2 separate regions of the Sus scrofa genome follow, and region 1 is linked to region 2. The links are chromatin contacts, called in public HiChIP or PLAC-seq maps. All regions are on one chromosome and are shown on one strand. The core of a region is the stretch at or near the end of the contact, and the rest is flanking DNA. Distances in the headings are between cores, read along the strand shown. Region 1 overlaps CDK6 (a long non-coding RNA gene). Region 2 overlaps CDK6 (a long non-coding RNA gene).

What was found. HiChIP or PLAC-seq counts read pairs in DNA pulled down with a chosen protein or histone mark.
Region 1: an H3K27ac HiChIP or PLAC-seq map of skeletal muscle shows a contact between it and region 2. The contact joins two enhancer-like sites. A contact is called at or near these places in 4 of 47 Hi-C or Micro-C datasets (adipocytes, embryonic fibroblasts, fibroblasts and 1 more) and 2 of 2 datasets of contacts at active chromatin or transcription factors (alveolar macrophages and skeletal muscle).

The regions. Positions count from the first base shown.
Region 1 is chr9:72,611,157-72,616,215 of Sscrofa11.1, reverse strand. All of the region lies in intron 4 of CDK6 (a long non-coding RNA gene), which reads left to right. Among named protein-coding and RNA genes, the nearest start is that of FAM133B, 110 kb to the right of the region's middle. Within about 2 kb of position 2,590, at least 50 of the 83 cell types and tissues checked have an H3K27ac peak or open chromatin away from gene starts, as enhancers often do. A contact at or near this core is called in omental adipose tissue and skeletal muscle, where this site is marked.
Region 2 is chr9:72,561,583-72,566,392 of Sscrofa11.1, reverse strand. The region is part of intron 5 of CDK6 (a long non-coding RNA gene); the gene reads left to right. Among named protein-coding and RNA genes, the nearest start is that of FAM133B, 60 kb to the right of the region's middle. Within about 2 kb of position 2,367, at least 19 of the 83 cell types and tissues checked have an H3K27ac peak or open chromatin away from gene starts, as enhancers often do. A contact at or near this core is called in omental adipose tissue and skeletal muscle, where this site is marked.

The DNA.
Region 1 (5,059 bases), core at 1,341-3,840, 50 kb before region 2:
TCCAAAACCAAGTCTAAGCCGAAAACTTCTTTTAAGTGACATGTCATTACCATATAAAAGATGGCAACAATTATTTCTTTGATTTAACAACAATTTTTTATAGACAAGATTCGTTTACGGAGACAAAAGAGAAACGCTGTCTTGAAAACTTAGGATGAGAGTCAGGGGGCCAGCCAGGAGTGATGAGATCTTATAGCCTGCAGATAAAATATCCCTCAGCTGGTTCGTAGACCACGAAAATTTGTGGTAAGGACAATCCCTTTTGCGTCTTATAGAACCCATTTAAAATGCAAAAATCATATGTAAATGTTCACAAATCTATTGCAGAAACAAAGTATGGCAGTTTCATGCCCTCAGCTAGAAATCAAATATTACTGTTTGGACTGAGTAATAAAATGAAAAATCTGCAACTGGACACAGCTTCCTTCTTGAAAGATTGATCAGCCTTGGGGTCCCCAGTGACAATGATGATGATGATGATGATGATGATGGTAATGATGTATACAAAACTGTTAGAGCTGTGAAATACTTTGCCGGGGGCTTCTTTTGCCGTGGTGGTGATCTGTTTGCATATATGGCTGTCATGCCCAGTGGTCATACCTGCAGCCTCGGGGGTTACACTGCATTTGAATTCTAGCCTATTATGACATGTGGCTAACTATAGTTATTAACGTGTTCTGAACATCAGTTTCCTACCTAGAATGTGGGTTAAACTCGCAGTGCCCCCCTCACAAGTAATTCCAGGATTTAAATGACATAAAATTTGTAAAGTTTTTAGTGAAGTGCCAGACATGTAGAAAACCCACGATAAACTTTGGCTGTTATTGCATCTTCTCTGTTGTGACTCTCTGAGGTTTCTTTTAGTTTTGAAAATATTATTTCTAGTCAGTGTCTGCCCTAGACTCGAATGTATTTACTTAATCACCATGGACTTCTGCAACAGATAGCAAGGAACAGGTTGTTTGGTCTGTAATGAAAGCCAAGATAGTGGTTTTGATTACTGTTAAACCTTCTTGGACAAACTGAAATTTTAGTATCTGTTTTCAGAAGTATTTATTAAGACCAGTCATTAATTGAGAAAAAAAAAATGAACAGTATTCTCACATAGCATCATTCTTGGAGAGGTGGACTTCTAACCACAGGATGTGCATACTTTATGATGCTATAGACAGCTGCCTGGTAACGCAGAGGCCATGACTTCACCTCCAAATGCTAAGGGAAAGATCCTCTCATTATGGTCTCGTATTTGATGGAATGATTTTCATAAGACTTATTTTAATAACTTTTGTGCGTTTCAATTACATTTTCTGGTGTGTGCTGTTTTTCACTTCCATCTCCAGAAGTCTGAACCCTTAACCTTAAACATGTGTTAGGGATTCATAGACTCTGGATATTAGAATTGCACAATTCATTTCCATACCCCAGGAGTTCAGTGTGCTGTGCGTTCAATAAAGGGACAACATTATTAATGATGAGCCATGTATATGTACTAAACATTTTTAAATCCACAAAACTTCTCGTGGACCAAAGCATTTGTTAAAATAGACCTGAGTCCCTGACGTCGGACCACTTTTTCTCAAAATAAATCTTAGGTCCTGAAAACATTTTAAGGCCTGAAATAATATTACTATTGAAAAACTTCTCGAGTCATTTAGGAAAGACTGTACTAAAATACACACATATGTGGTAAGTTTTTTTCAATAGGATCTTTACGTCTTAAAAATTAGGTATAAAAGATTATTAATTCTCCTCAGCCGAAACAGTAGAAACTTCAATAATAATTTGAATATGGTCAGCTTTAACTTAAAACTGGAAAACTCCCTTCTCATTTCTACAATTGGCTTTTTCTCTTCAGCTGCTTTTTAAGTTGGGCTGTTAGCAATTTAGCCTGTCTTTAATTTTAAGCACCATTCTTCCAGTCCAGAGATCCCTATAGGAAGCCCCACTCTCATAGCCTCGCCTCTCATTGGCTAGCCAGGAAAAGAGCATTTCTGCATAAATTGGATGCTTCCTTCTCCCCGGGAGACCAAATATGCTCGTGTTTCACAATCCCCCAGTTTGTAAGCTTGAGTCCATTGCCTGAAGCTGGAAACTTTCACTTTGTGGAACACTTGCACACATGGAAATCCAGATCCGATACCCCTGACGCGCCCATGGGTCCCACAGCAGATTAAATACATGCTTCTTTATCCAGTGTTTCTGAGCTGCCCCGACTGAAATCAGAAACCGATGTGCGTGTGAGAGGTGTCCTTCAAAGAAAGGTATTTCCTTTGTGCAGCCCCCGTGCACGCAGACTCCAAGGGGTTAACCTGAGAGCTGCTTTGAAAACAGAGGCGAAGGTCACCGGCGGCAACAGCAAAGACTTTTAAAGCCTGCCGTCCTGAGCCTTTCACCCGGCCTTTCCCACCCAGGGGACTGTAAACATTGGCTCCCGGCCACCACATCCCACAGCACAAAACCTCTCTGTGCTTTCAGCATATACATTTATGCTTTTTTATGGAAGCCGAGGCACAGGCGGGTTCTTGCTGTGAGCACAGAGAGCATGTTTCTGTTCGGGGCCAGGACAGGAACCCTGTCCCGCTGGAATGTGGAAGCATGCAGATATGCTTATTTAGCAGGGCTTCACATGGAACTTCGCTGCTGCTCTCCGTCTGACTTTCTCAAGTCAAAAGAATGTGTAGAATGCTGTCACTTAATCAGAACCCAGAAGAGCTCTTTTATCTGCCATTTGTTAGTAACTCGCAATATTGCCCTTATCTCTTTGTCCTTTAGCTCAATCCAGTGCCCTCCGATATGAGAACTGGTAACATGAAAGCACTTATTACCTTGAGCATTGCTTCTTGTTTTTCTGTCTTAAAACTCAGAGTTCTTCAGTCATCAACAAAAAAGTTGCAGGGTTTTGGGTTTTTTTTTTTTTCAATTTATTTAAATAAAGTCGTCTTAGTCCTAGGACCATCGTTTGATGATGTTTAAAAGAAACCAAGAAGGTTCATATATGTATGCTGCCATTCATATCTGGTTCTTCAAAAGTCTATTAGCTACATATTTATAAATAACCTTCATTGATTCAGTTGTGTGAGAACAGAATGAAATTTCCAGAGACAATAGATGTAGCTTAAATTTCTCCCTCCTGAATGTTTTCATGTGTTATAGGGGGGTTCAGATCTTCCCCCATTTTAAGTAATTTCATGTAATTTCAGTCATTTGACATAATAGTTTTTCTCTTCAGTGATTTCTAATGTTTCTAACACAAATAGGGAATTCATTTTGATCAATCCACATGTTACAGTGGGTCAGGGCAGAAAAAATTATACCCTGTGCCATTCTTTTTTTTTTTTTTAAGTGACTATTTCAGAAGCAGGCATATAAAATCTTAGCCTTTTCTTCTGAAATGACAACTGTGAGCACATTTTGTAATAAATTTGTTTGCTTGCCTACTGAAAGGTCAGTCACTATGCACTCCTCCTTGAATAATGATGTTTTATTCTGAAAAGACCAACAACAGCCCCCACCACATTGCATAGAAATGCAGACACAACTCTCCTCTAGCCTCTCGCTGCAGCTGATAAGAGATGTGTGTCTTTGCCTTTTGCCTCCTGAGCCGAAATATACTCTGAAAGGTTTTTCCCAGTCTCTTCTGGAATTTCAGTTTTGCTTTATGGAATCCCAAAGTCTGTTGTGTACTTATTAATGTCCTGTACTTATTCCTCTCTAACTGTGAAGGTTCTGGGAGCAGCCTCACTGACTCGGATGCATGGGTCCACAGTGCAGTGTCCGCTAGTGTCACTGTGCAGGTAGAGTTTATTTGTTCTTGATTATTGGACTCTAGGGCCAGGAGGACTTTAGAAATAATGTGACGTGATCTCTTGATTTTATCATTGAGGAAACCGGGGTCCAAAGATATAGAATGACTTTTTTTTGCAAGACAGTACACAGAGGTTATTTGGTTGTCTGTTTGAAACTAACACCCACGTCTCCACAGCTCAGTCCAGGACTCACTCTCTTACTCCATCTCCTGTACCCCCTGTACTGTGCGATGGGTTCACTGATGACCAAAGATGGGATGAATAAATGGCTGATTGTCACATCATGAGTCGAAGCCGACGTAAGTGATCATGAGCAGATGTCTTTGTACCTGAGCAGGAAGTAACACAAGGTCTTGGTCTCTACTTGTTTCCAAGGCATTTCAGTTGCTCAGCAGCTCAGCTTGTCATGCTTCAATTTTACTGTGATTAAGTTTCTCTCAATTTCTGTAGAATCCTCCTTTTTCTGTCACCTATTTATTAACATGTTCTCAAGTGAGAGCGACTTCACATTAAAGCAGTGAACTCTACATCAAATTGGACAGTATAACCAAAGCTATATACCGAGGCTAATTGAGAGCACAAAATGCTTTTATGACTGGATAAGAAAGATTGAATATAAAGATAAAAGCCTTCAATCCAGGGACCATAAAAAGAGGTGTTTTTCAACTGGCATCTACTGGATTTATTGTTTTTTGAAGATAAATGTTATATATGCTCATTGTGAAAAACGGAAACATTGTTGAAGGACAGAATGATAAATTCATTAGAAAAATACCTATATAAATCAGGAGACTGGAGTAAATAAAGTTTGAAACATAAATGAAAGAATTAGAAAACAAAGCAAGTAAAACAGAAAAATAAACCTAAGAGTTGGTTCCTCATAAAGACTGAAAGCAAAGGCAGTCTCCTGGCAAAGCTATTCACCAAAAAAAGAGTATCCAGTTATGGAGTCAACTTTGGCTAGAAGAACTATTAAAGAATTTAGCGTCCGAGAGCCCATCAGATAGAAGAGGAGGCAGTGCTGATGGGGTACCCTGGAGCCCTTGGGCTTATCCTGTGAGCCTTGCCATTCCCAGGTTTTCAGTGGGACATGTAGGGGGACTCCATTTCTCCCCCTACATGTTCCCTCCCATTAACCTAGGTAAGAAAAGCAAATCTCCCTTATCTATGTGTGTTGCAGCAACACAACAGAGAAAACGTATCCTACAAAAAAAGAGTTTGGGACTGAGCAAAATACTTTCCTGTTATAATTT
Region 2 (4,810 bases), core at 1,118-3,617:
GTGGTGTAGGCTGGTGGCTACAGCTCTGATGCGTCCCCCAGCCTGGGAACCTACATATGCTGAGGGTGCAACCCTAAAAAGACAAAAAAAAAAAAAAAAAAATCCTCATTCTTCAGTCTGTAAGTTGACAGACACCAAGAACTGTGATGGATCTGAGATTTTATACTGCTTGAAAGCTAACGAATTAGCCTGCCACAGTTTCTTTCATGGATGCTGGCAGAGGACACAATACTCCTGGGCTAAAGACACAGGAGACTTTATTACTCCCTACAGTAGCAGCCGCTAAAAAACATATTTATTATAGTTTCTGGCTTAAAACCTGTTTGTCCCATCACTCACGAAACTCTGGACCATCTCTATTTCGCTCACCACCGTATACCTAATATCTAACAGAGCATGGCATAAAGTGGACACTGAGCAAATAAATAATGAATAAATGAACATATTACAGCCCAGGTAGCTCAGAGCCTATCATTCTGAGTAGCTTGGCATAAAATGGGCCAAATGCATTATTTGGTCTATGCCTTCTTCAAAATAGTTTTACCATATTTCTCCCTAGGCACACAATCTCAGATTTTTTCTTCAGTGAGGTTTGTTTCTTATTTTACAGCCCCAGAAAGCACACAAATTTTAATTTAGATATGTTACATCATTTTTTACTAACTGAAATGATGTAAACATATTAAATAGATGCTGGTCCCAGCACTGTTCCTTTGGATAATTCTGATGTGAAGGAAATGAAACTCACGGAAACCAGGGGCTCCTATGATTTCTCAAATATTCTTTGAAGGACTAGGTGGTTAAGATGATTCTGGGCCCTGTGGGAGATAGCAAAGATGTGAAATCACTTCTCACTTACACGTACCAAAGTCTGTGGCCAGGACCTCAAAGAGATTACAGTCTATTTGAGAAAATAAGAAAAGCGGACATGATGCGTTAGTTTACTGAGGCCTTTTTTAAATAGTACAAGCAGTGTGTCAGACTCTCAACATAGGTAAATGCTCAGCTACCTGGTGCAGGTTTAAATACTAAGGGAGCTTAGAAAAGTTCGGTATTACTGTGGACTGGAATAATAGAGACATCACGAAGTTAGGTGTGAGCTGGATTGTTGGAGCTCTTCGATTGGTTCTTTAGGAAGGACTTCATCAAGCAAGCCACCAAAATAGCAGTGTATTCTTGGAAAAGCGAGCCCTAGCTGGAGTGGTAGGTTTCAAATGAGAAATAGGGTCTTTCGTGCACAATCACCGTTGGAACTGCACACAGCCTTTATGACTCCTCTTCCATTCAGTTTAACAGTGCACAGCGAGGAAGCCACACCTTTGGGAAAATACAGCTGGAATGGGGGGAAGGGAGCGGGGGGGACAAAAGACGGAGCCCTTCTAAGGAGGATCTGAGAAGTAAATAAACCCTGAAGGAAAAGCTTGGAAGGTCAGCGTGTGTGCTCATAAATTCCAGCTATTACCAGAGATGAAAGGGAAGTGAGAGGACTGAGGAACAATAGGCAGGGGTGTTCCCTGGTCCCCTCTAACTGCCTGTTTACTGTAGGGGCGGAGCAGCAGGGCCGCCCAGATGGCAGAGCCAAAGTGAGAATGAAGCTTCCTTGCCCTAAGACCTCTTTAGGAAATCCTGTTTGTGATGGTGGCTTCACTGCAAAGTAATCAGGAGCTCTCCCTGTGTTGTAGAAGCTCACTTCTAAAACCATGAACAGGCACAGTTTCTAATGAGTTTGAAATCTTATTATCTTGTGTGCCCTCAGCAAGACAGAAACTGCATATCAGGTGAGGCTTCAGTCACCGTATTTTGCAAGCCTTTGCTTATCTTTCTTGTGCCGCTGACATGCTGGTAACACAATAGCTTAACAACAAGATAAGCCTCATCTTTTATCTTTTTTCCTGTGTGGCTGTGTTAGGGAATGATGGTTTTGTTGGCCTTTGAAAGGCAGGAAAGGGCAAAGCCCCGTGATGCCATGTCTTTGGCATTGCATTACTTCATTAAGAGAATTACCTTAAAAGCCTGGGAAATACAGCTTAAGATTGATGAGAGCCGGGTGAAAAAAACCTTGATTTCAAACCAGATTAACCAGAACGTCCATCCCCGAAGAGATCCGGTTTTACATCCACCCTTGGGCTCTGTCTACCCTTTTCTCCTCTTTTTCCTTCCACCACGCAAGTGCTTTTGGACATAGGAGTGGACGATTTGCTTTCCATGCCAAACCTCATGAAATGGGATTTGTCTTCCCTCGCAGACAGGTGGCCAAGCTGTTCCAGAGAGGCCTCTGGCTGCCCACTGGCCTCACTGGATCCACAGCACTGCGGTGGCACAGCATAAGCCACCTATCTGACCCCATGCCCTCACAATCTGGAGCCCACGTGGCAGCCTCAGGTGGTGACAGCTTTGGTCAGGTGGTGTGGAGTTCCCCTGGCAGACGGAGGAGAGCCAGAGAGCAGCTGTCCTGCATCATTTTTGTGTGACAGAGGGAACCTCGAAAATGGCTGCCCCAGTAGTTAGAGGACTGGCTTTCCTCCCTCTGCCTCGGGGTGGATTAGGCCTTGGGAAAGGAGTTTGGGCCTTCTCACTCTGTACACAGTACTTACCGTGGCCTTCTGTGCTTATTCTGTGCACACTTATTATGGGCACCAGAGACAGGTTTCACAAGCCTTTTTCCTATGAGACTAGATTAGTCATGAGGGTTAATTATTCTGTACTTAGAGGAAATATTATGATGGAGAGAAAAATAGGTTTCTGGAAGCCAGGAAATAGAGGGTCTCAGAACATCAAATTGCTCCATAAAGAAAGCACGGGACCAGAGTTCCCGTCGTGGCACAGTGATTAACGAATCCGACTACGAACCATGAGGTTGCGGGTTCAGTCCCTTGCCTTGCTCAGTGGGTTAAGGATCCGGCATTGCCGTGAGCTGTGGCATAGGTTGCAGACGCGGCTCGGATCCCGCGTTGCTGTGGCTCTGGCGTAGGCCAGTGGCTATAGCTCCGATTCGACCCCTAACCTGGGAACCTCCATATGCCACGGGAGCGGCCCTAGAAAAGGAAAAAAAAAGAAAAAAAAAAGAAAGAAAAAGAAAAAGAAAGCAAGCACGGGACCATTTTATTACAGTCTTTGTACACACACACCGAAAAAATAATCATGATTCTCTAAACATCCAAAATGCCCCTTCTTAGCTATGTGTGGCGTCCAGTTCCAACCCCACATATCCTCAGGGAGCGTCCCTTCTTGCAGAGAAAAGCGCAGTTGGATTCTAATAAAAGAAGACCCTGAGTCTTCATGCTGTTGCCTTCAGCTAACGCTGCTGAATTTCTGCTTGTAAGATAATAATGAAATAGCCATTTCCAGAAATGCAAAGAAGGCAGGTCAGAACTCCCCGGTGCTGGCCCTAAAAGCCTTCTGGTTTTGAGTGCCTCAGACCACAGCATTGATAGAAAAAAATTTGGACCCAGTTCCCTGCTTTTGCCTTCCACTCTTCCCCACTAAGGGCCCACATGAAAAGCAAGTGTGGCCTTGTTTTCTCTGGATCCTCTGGGCCCATTTCTTTTCTTTCATCATCTTTCCTAAAGCTGATAGGACAGTTCCACGGGGGAGAAACAACTAGTACACTTGGATGAACTCTGCGAGATGCAAAGAGCATTCGTCTTGTCCCTGATTCTGAAGTGCTTCTTTGTATGGAGGGGGAAAAAAATGAGGATCGTTCTAGACTGGATAGTCAAATCTCATTTGTGTCATATTTGTGATGTTTTGAACTGGGTGGAGAAGGCATTAGTGATAAAGCATATGGGATTGTAAGGCAGTGGTTGACCTGCTTAACAGAACCCGAGTTGTCAACAACCCTTGAAAAGCACTTGAAAATTCCAGTTGTTGCTAAAGATGAAAGAGAAATGAATAGACCTCATCAGCTCTTCCTCTTCTGTGTCATCCTTTAGGTTAAATGTCACCTCCTTAGAGAGGCCTTTCCTAACCACACTGTTCTTCACCAGAGCATCTTATTTTCTTCATAATACTCACCCTTTACAGATTGCTTTCCTTTCTCCGTATCTGAACTATAAGCCCTACAAGATCAGGGACCACATCAGTTCCCTCATTCCTATGTTCCCTGCACTCAGCAGTGAAGAGCCTTCCAGATTCTCAAGATGCTGAAGGAATGAAGGAATACTTGAAGTCCCGTGTGGCAGACTTGTTTCGTGTTCTTAGTGGACTCACGGTTCCTTAGGATCCCTCCATCCCTCTCTTAGATTCAAATAAGCAACACCACTTGGTCTCAACATCCAGCTTACCAGAGTGGTTTCCATTCATTACTTTTTCTTTAAAGAAAAAAAAACCTGGAATTTTTGTTCAGAGTCTCCAATCCACTAACAGTTCCATCTCTGAGGCTGCAGTCTAGTGAAGTGGTTGCAAGCTCTGGCTTTGGAGCATCTAGTTTCATCTCTGTCACTTCTTAGTTGGCTAATGGTGACTCATTATTAACCATCTCTCGACCTCAGTTTCCTCAACTGTAAAATGAGGATATTAATATAGACCTCTCACCTAGTGTTAATCTGAGGTTAAATAAAACAGCACATGTAAAGTAGTGAGTTTTTGTTTCGCACTGCCTATGCTTAGCAAAACTTGGCCACTGTTATTTTTGTTCATACTGTTAAAGTGCCTTGGGGCATCATTTTTCTAGAACAGGATAAGGGGTGACTTCTTGTCAGAGGTAACCCTAGGCATTTGAAGAATTCAGGGTCAAAAATGGAGTTCCTGTCGTGGCTCAGCACAAATGAATGTGACTGGTATACATAAGAACACAAGTTTGATCCCTGGC